Linked DNA regions of Mus musculus: region 2 is linked to region 1. A link is a contact called in public HiChIP or PLAC-seq data. All regions are on one chromosome and are shown on one strand. Each heading gives the region's core, a stretch centred on a gene start, on an enhancer-like site or on the middle of the called end of the contact. The rest is flanking DNA. Distances are from core to core; before and after follow the strand shown.

The links. HiChIP or PLAC-seq counts read pairs in DNA pulled down with a chosen protein or histone mark.
Region 2: an H3K27ac HiChIP or PLAC-seq map of embryonic stem cells shows a contact between it and region 1, with 3 times the contacts expected there. The contact joins the enhancer-like site here to the promoter of Epm2a in region 1. A contact is called at or near these places in 4 of 39 promoter capture datasets (cranial neural crest, hippocampal neurons, liver and 1 more) and 1 of 115 datasets of contacts at active chromatin or transcription factors (embryonic stem cells).

The regions. Positions count from the first base shown.
Region 1 is chr10:11,341,030-11,345,288 of GRCm38.p6, reverse strand. It overlaps Epm2a (epilepsy, progressive myoclonic epilepsy, type 2 gene alpha), which reads right to left and starts at 1,844. Exons shown (of 4, transcript NM_010146.2): 1 at 1,521-1,844. The coding sequence starts at 1,818.
Region 2 is chr10:12,471,719-12,475,963 of GRCm38.p6, reverse strand. Utrn (utrophin) reads left to right here. Exons shown (of 74, transcript NM_011682.4): 57 at 633-693. Among named protein-coding and RNA genes, the nearest start is that of Gm25139, 110 kb to the right of the region's middle. Within about 2 kb of position 2,358, at least 2 of the 459 cell types and tissues checked have an H3K27ac peak or open chromatin away from gene starts, as enhancers often do. A contact at or near this core is called in embryonic stem cells, where this site is marked.

The sequences.
Region 1 (4,259 bases), core at 595-3,094:
TCTTTTTTGCAAGCTACATATAATGTATGTGGTAACCTGCAGAAAAATTGAAAACAGACAAGTTAAAGTGAATGCATTAAGAAATAGCAACCCAACCATCAGCACTTTGGGGGTATTAGAAACGCTGATAAAGGAGGAGACCTGGAAATGGGTGCTCTAGTACACCACGCACCGTTATTAAAATTATCAGATGTAATTTTACTGTGGAAAAAGGACACAGTGACATTAGTAGAAATGCACTGCAAAGGGAGGACAGCCAAAGGCAGGCAGCTCTCACATCTGACATAATGAAGTGCTAGCTGACCATCAAACCCAAGAGTGGCCAAAAAGACCAGCAAAGGGAATAAACAGATCCCAGTAAACCACGTGCTTTTCTTGGGTCTCGTTTTTTTGTTATTCTGCATTCTTGTTTTCCACAAGAACTGGCTAATGGCCTGGTTGTCTGCCCATACGAATTTCTCAAGAAGCATTCATTCCCTCCACGGGACTCTGAGAACCACTGAGCCACACACGTTCAGTTTGCCACCACGCCCATTGCCTTCACAGAAAAGGCTGTCTCGATCCACCCAGCGTGGTCGGTGGACACGCTGCTACGGATTTTTCAACACATTCCTTACTGAAACGTAAAGTGGCGACATTTTGGCTTGTCCAAATCCATTGTACAGAAACATTTCCAAATGCTAGAAAGAAAACCGCACTTGGATTCCAATCCAAGAATCTCGAAAACCAAAAGGAACCTTAATGCACAGTAACAGCTGCACAGTATTTTTTTTTTTCACTTAAAAAGTAAAACACACCTGTATGCAAATAAGTCTGAGCTATATTAATATTGTTAAAGAAAAAATAAATACTCAAAATTATATATTGTACAATATTTGTTCAAACAGTTACACACACACGCGCGCATGCAGGCAATATGTTTAGGTTTTGTATGGTGGAAATGCTGCTTTCAATCATATATTCTTATTATAATATTTTTGTGGAACAAGTTCTCACTTTGTAGCCTTGGCTGGCTGGGAACTCCCAGCAATCCTCCTGCCTCAACCTCCCAAGTACTGAGATTACAGATTTGTGCTATCACAAGTGGCTATTTACTTTTATTATTTCTTTACAACCGATATTACTCTTTACATATTTTAAGAAATCAAGTCATGTCTCAATTGTCTTCTATCGCGGTGACCTGACTTTGGGGGAGGAGCTTGCTATTTCCCACGATTCGGTCTCAAAAATCTAAGGGAAAATTCCCTCCAGCAAGCGGCCCCTTGTAGTGTGGGGTGGGCCACTTCGGAGTGGATTAGAGAGAGGCCTAAGGCAGGAGACCCTCGGAACTGGGTCTTGATCCGGACCAGGGCATCGCTGTGCAACCGGGTAGGGTCAAGATGGTGGGCGAGCGGTGGCCAACAGTTAAGTGCACGGGGAGCTGCGGGGGCGCGCGAGCTGCGGGCTGCGCGCCCCCGAGGCCGCGGCCGGGGTGCACGGGGAGCTGCGGGGTGCGGGCCTCGGGCCGGGGAGCGCAGTACCTTCCCAGTGCAGCTCGCCTCCAGGCTCGCGCTGCAGGAACTTGTACCAGAACGTGTCAACGCGGCCCGGCTCCGCCCCGCCGGCCTCCTCGTACGCCTCCAGCTCCACCTCGGCGAGCCACAGGCCGGGCTCCTGCAGCGCCAGCGCAGCGGCGCCCGCCGCGGTACCCGCGGGCCTGAGACGCACGGCGCCGTGCGGCTCCCAGCGCCCTAACTCGGGCCGCGAGCCGGCGAGCAGCAGCTCCTGCCGAGCGCCGGCCACCGCGGGCGGCACCACCACGCCGAAGCGGAAGAGCATGGCGGTGGCCCGAGTCCTGGGAGCCTGGCGAGCGGCAGCGGCGGCGGCGCGAGCTCCGGGGCGGCGCGAGACGTGCAGCGCCGCGCGTTTGTGGCCCGGTCACGCGGCCGTGGGATCAGGGTTCCCAGGCGCCGTGGAGCTGCAGCCGCAGGAAGCGGGCATTCGGGGCTCGCGAGAGGCTGAGACCCACACTGGACCTAGGAGGGAGGAAAACGACACCCCGACATTGTCCTGTCGTCTTCCCAGAGATCTGAAATCACTTTTACTAAGTCAACAAAGGAAGAAAGAGTTGTCTAGCCTGAACCTCCAGCCTCAGTGAAGTTGCCGATCCAAGATTTACCTGTAACCCTCATTCAAGCACCCCAACATTTAGTCCTTATGGGCCTCTGATTATAACGTGGGAATAATACATATGAATAATGTTCTTTAGAGACCCTCCACTCAATACACAAAAACCCAGCGTTCATCAAACACACAAAATACTTTCCCTTGCCTAAAGGGACTAAAGAGAAAAACAAAATTTCAGCCTCCTCTTTTTAGCGTGTATAAGTTGATCTCAAGATCAAAAAAAAGAGAAAACCTTGTTTGTGAGATGACAAAGTTTAGAAACAAGGTCTCACTGTGGAAATCAGACTGGCCACAAACTCTTGAGATTCTCCTGCCTCTGCTCCTTGGATTACAAACCTGCATCACCAGTGCCCAGCTACTGTGTGTGTGTATGTGTGTGTGTGTGCGTGTGTGTGTGTGTGTGTGTGATAAAAACCTATTTAAATTTTCTTCTTGGGGAAAAAAAACAGAAAAATAAATAAAAGTTGCTTCTTGCAAATATTAGCACTTTAGGTCAAGAAACAACTGTGTCATTATTTGGCCTCTGGGAGCAGAGGAGGCTGCTTCAACTTGTTATTAATATGAATAAAGAAATGTCTGGAGTGGCTGGGGTTCGTTCTGGTCAGTGCGAGCCCCAGGCCACCTTGGGCACGAACTCCGCAGACCTTCCCAAGGTCCCCAGAGAACTCTCCATGATGCAGGTGCCCTAGCACACCCAGGATCTTAGGATCACTGAGGAGAGTCAGCAACCAGAGAGGGCCCTGACCCCATGACTCGAAGGTGAGAAAGCCAACTTGTATCCCTGGTATCTCAGAGACCAGTCTGAGCAGGAAAACAGGAGGGCCTCAAAAGCAACAGAGCTTCTTAGACAGGGCCCCTTCATGCCTCATCCTTAGCCAGGAGGCAGAGCTGAACTCCAGACCTCTGTGCATCTTCCCTGCAAGAGAAAAGCTTGCTTGCAGAGTGCTCTAACCTCAGGAGAAGAGTTGGACTCCCAGGAGTGCTGACAGAGGCTAACAGAATCACAGGAGGAAAAAACTCCAGCAAGACACAGCTAGAACATCTAACACCAGAGATTATCAGATGGCGAAAGACAAACATAAGAATCTTACTAACAGAAACAAGAACACTTGGCATCATCAGAACCCAGTACTCCCACCACAGCAAGTCCTGGATACCCCAACACATGCGAAAACAAGATTCAGATTTAAAATCATATCTCATGATGCTGGTAGAGGATTTTAAGAAGGGCCTTAATAACTCACTTAAAGAAATACAAGAGTACACTGCTAAACAGGTAGAAGTCCTTAAAGAGGAAGCACAAAAATCCCTGAAAAAAATACAGGAAAACACTGCTAAACAGGTCCTTAAACAGGAAACACAAAAATCCCTTAAAGAATTACAGGAAAACACAACCAAACAGTGATGGAACTGAACAAAACTATTCAAGATCTAAAAATAGAAGTAGAAACAATGAAGAAAACCCAAAGGGAGACAACTCTAGAGATAGAAATTCTAGAAAAGAAATCAAGAACCATCAGCAACAGAATACAAGAGATGGAAGAGAGACTCACAGGTGCAGAAGATTCCATAGAAAACATAGACACAACAATCAAAGAAAATGCAAAAAGATCCTAACTCAAAACATCCACGAAATCCAGGACACAAAGAGAAGACCAAACCTAAGGATAAGAGGTATAGATGAGAATGAAGATTTTCAACTTAAAAGGGCCAGTAAATATCTTCAACAAAATTATAGAAGAAAACTTCCCTGACCTAAAGAAATAGATGTCCATGAACAAGAAGCCTACAGAACTCCAAATATGTAGCCTCCCTCAAGCCTGAAGCAGGCTGAGCCAGAACTTGACCTTGCTGCCACTAAGGAGATTATCTAGGGTGGAGCCTTCTTCCCTAGATCACTCTATTGTTGAGCCACTGTCACTGTTCCTCTTCAAGATACTGCTACTTGCTGAGAGGCCCCCCTATCCTGCCCTATCCTGCACATCATCACCTGCAGCTGGTTCCAGGCTCCAAGGATGAATTGGCAGAAATGGACTTTCTCCCCTCCTTTATAAAGCGTGTCCGCCATTAAACATTTGAACCTTGAGCAGACT
Region 2 (4,245 bases), core at 1,109-3,608, 1.1 Mb before region 1:
AGAACTTCCATTAAAAGGCATCATATCTCAATCGTGGCAAACATCTCAAACATACTACAAACATGGAAAACTGTTTTTTAAATACTGCGGATCAAAATAAATATCTGATATTTTTCTTAGATGATCTGCTTGCTTCTTAAAAAACCCCTTGCCTATTTTTATGTTGAATTTTCTTTCTAAAACCTTCTTATAATTAAATTTGCTTGAGTGCCATCTGTTCATAATAGCTGAGCCTATGAATATGGTGCAAAGTGAAGAATACTATTAGTGATCTAGAAATTCCATCTTGGGAACTGTCATTTTAAATCTGAATGTACAGCATATAGGGAGCATGCTTTGCAGATGGCACTGTGTTCTGTGTTGCAATGTTTATGAACAATAACCTGATTTTGTGAAAGTGTTTTCATTGTTAGGGTCTGACAGAATCGGCTCTGGACGTTGAGTCTTGGTTCTTTTCCTCACTTCACATGAAGCTTTAAAGCTGTGCTGCTTGGCCTCGTGCTTTTCTTAATTGCAGGAATCCAGCTCAGAGCCAGAACGGGTCCCTCAAGAGTTGCTCCGAAATGTGTTCATTTGTTTTACATTAAGGTGTAAGGCTTGCTGCTTCCAATAACTTCCTTTTGTTTCCTCAGCTTCAGTCCAGCTGCCGTGGCAGAGATCCATTTCACATAATAAAGTGCCCTATTACATCAAGTAAGTCCACTTCAGTTCTCTTTTATGTACCAAGAAAATAAAGTTTTACCGAATAATTGAAGAGCGCTCCTGCTCCCCTATGTAACTTGTTTTGTTGTTGGTCATTTTTGTTTGTTTGTTTGTTCTGAGACAGGGTCTCCCTATGTAGTCCTGGCTGGCCTGGAACTTATTATGAAGCTAGGTTGGCCTTGAACGCAGGGAGATCCCCACCCCCACCCCCACCCCCAGCCTTTGCCTTCCAAGTGCTGGGAATAAAGCTGTGTACCGGACCCAGAGGGTCTGCGGCACAAACCCAGCTCCCTGGACGTTTTAATCCAGAATTCAATCCGCTTACCAAGAGGAAGATGTGCATGATAATAATGGGAAGAAATTAATTTTAAGATCAGCGAGTTGTCCTTCCTTAGGTCTTTCTGGCCTTGGGGACAGGTCACTGAGTTGCTATTTTATCATCATCTTCATCTTCCTCTTTCTCCTCATCATAAGGTTTTTTCAGCCTAGTTTCTCTCTCCTGTTACTTCTTATGTGACATATTCTGACCCTTATCTAGTTTGCACACCATCTCAGGATGCTGGTCCTTTACTTACTGTATACTTTGTCCCAGAAAAGAATGATGAAGCACTCCTCTGTTATCTCTGGAAGGGGAGGTTAGTGAAGCAGTTGCTTTACAACGCAATCCAGCACTAAGCATTGTCATCGACCCTATTATGTATTAGGAGAACTAGATTGTAATTCTGAGAGTGCACACTGAGTATCAAAAGACAGCTGTGGCTCACATTAGCTGTGTGGCCTTGGGTGAGTTGAATAAAAAAAAGTCTCTGTGCCAAGATCTCTTTGTATGGTGTCTGAAACTAACTGTGGTCTCTTGAAAATCAAAGTGTGTTCTCTTAAAAATCCTATTTCAATATTAATTGACTTTCGGATCTTTGTTTGGAAAAAGCTTGTGAAACCAATATTTGTTGAATAGGACATTTTAATATGCCCTTCCTTCTATCCTGAAATCCATTCTTATTTTTAAAACAAACTGGTCATCATCTATAAAAATATAAGCAGTATGTGTTACATTGTCTTGTGAGAATTGAACTCTTTTGTTCATAGACAGCATTTGGTATATTGAGTTGTGATGGATTCTAGAATGAGGCATCAAGGCAATTGATGAGTGTGTCATTTCTACAGACAGGAATGGAAAGGACTCCAAGACTGGGTGAGATGATTTGTCTTGGTTGAAAGCAGTTGTGGCCATCTAATTAAAATTTTAAAATTTCTTAGCTGTTTTACATTTTAATTTCAATTAATAATAACTTTAGCAATGGTATTGAAGAGCTTTAGTCTGCTTGGGTAAATATTTACCTGAATCAAATAATAAGGCTTTAGTTATAAATCTGAGACAGAATAAGCCCTCCCCTTAAAGAAGTCCAATCCTAACCCCTGGGACTTTGACTCAGTTCTCTTTATACATAACAGTGTTGACAACAACATTTAGCAACAGTCTCCAGGTTGTAGGCTACCATAGGCAGATTATCCTGATGTCAGTGAAATCATGTGAGCCTTTTAAAAGGAAGAAAGCAGCTGAGGAGAAGCCAGACTGGAAGAGGGAAATACAGATGCAACTTTGAAAATGGAGGAAGTGGAATGTCCTTCTGGGAATAGAGACAATTGGAAGAAGCTGGGAAAGAAGGGGTGTGGTCCTTATAGACCTCCCAGAAGCATCCATGCCGTGCTCAATGCTAGCCTTTGGAAGCTTTTTGTGTGGTAGCATTAAAAAATGAGTATACATACAGTCCCAAGTTTAGAAATCCATAAAGATTGATTAAAATGAATTCATGGATAGTTTGACCTAGACTCCTCTATAATCAGATATTTTAAAATGTAAACGCGATCTAGTAAAACAGAATTTGTTTTCACTAGATAGAGAAAATTGGAAATGGCTTACTCTTTTCCTTTGTTTTGTTTTTGTGGGGGTCGGGAAGACATCTACAGTTCATTTCACACACACACACACACACACACACACACACACACACACACACACACACTTCCATTAGCTGAAGAATTTCCATTTGTATACATCAGTAATAGATGACGAAGAATTAAGCAGTTGGACCTTGTCTAACCCCTGGAGTTTATGTTGCGGCACAGTGGAAGAGTGTTCTTGCTCAGTCAGTCAATTCTCATGGAGAGAAAACACGTGGGAGCAAAGTTGGCCTATCCGACATCTTATTGCTTGCTCATAACCAACACTGGAAAAATAATATATAAAACAGCACTGGCAATTCTTTAATTCTTTAATGTTTAAAGGTTAAGCTTCCTATAATGTTTTCTATATCTTAGTAAATATCAGATTTTCTTTTCTCTTTTTAGTAATTATTACTTGGCAGTTTCATACATACATTCTGGTAACTGCTCATCTCCTCACTCTCTCCTGTCCTTTTCCCACCTCCATTAATCCCCCCTCCTACCAAGAGCTCCTCTTCTTGCTTTCTTGTCTTTTGCTTTGTTTTGTTTGTACTTTGTGCCTCAGATCCTCCATGGCTACCCACCTGGAAATGGGTCATTTTCTTAAATACATACAGATTTAGCGTTAAATGTCTTTTATGGTATTCACAATTTAGAGCAAAGTCTCCGGGTTCTATAAAATTCACTAATCTGGCAGTTTTTCATTGTTTACTCTGTTATGCAACTTTCCAGTTTATTTCCCCATAGAAAAAGGAACATTAAACTTGGGAGGTAGAGTTTAGAGTGCCAGTTTTCACTTAGAATTGTTACGAAAACAAGAGTCAATCCTTGGGTAAATTCATAAGCAAGTAAATGATGAATGAAAGAACTTTTAATGTGTATTTCCTCTTGCATGTCTGTACATATAAGTAGAAAAAAATGTTTAAAACCTACTTAGCATTATTGTCACGCTATTAGAATTTCCTGGGGCAAAGTGAGTGAATTAATTTAGCTGTCAGAAAATAGTATTCAAGTAGAAATTTTAAGCTTGCATTTTCGTACATGTAATGCTGGAGTGCAGCAAGAGACTTAAGGAGAGGTGAAACTTATTTTGGGGTTATATCTTAATTGTATAGGTGAATTAAAAATATAGGATACAGATCGAGATGGCCCTTCATTAGCGTTTTGAAGTTCATGGTAGTGAGAGGCATGTCTTTGAAGAGCATCAGGATGTAGATGTGAACTGTGAGAACATGTCTATCTGGCATGACTCTGTTACTGCCTGTGATAGTTGGGTGCCTGGTGCACTAACAAATGCCAGAGAGGAATAAATAAGGTCATAAAGAAAAACAGGTTTAATCAAAATGCTGAGTTGTGGAGCCTGGTCCTAATGGCTACATCTACAAACACTCCCTCACCTAAGACTCAGGGAATATTGCAGAAGAGGTGGTGGAAAGATTGTAAGAGCCAGAGGGGATCAGGGAGTTTACTCTGAGACTGTGTTTCCTAGTAACATTGGAAGCTACACCCATAAAGTCTCACTGACCTATCTGCCCAAACAGGAGCGCAAGGATGACATCAGTGGATGCCAGCCTGACTGGAGGAAAATCCACAGGTCCT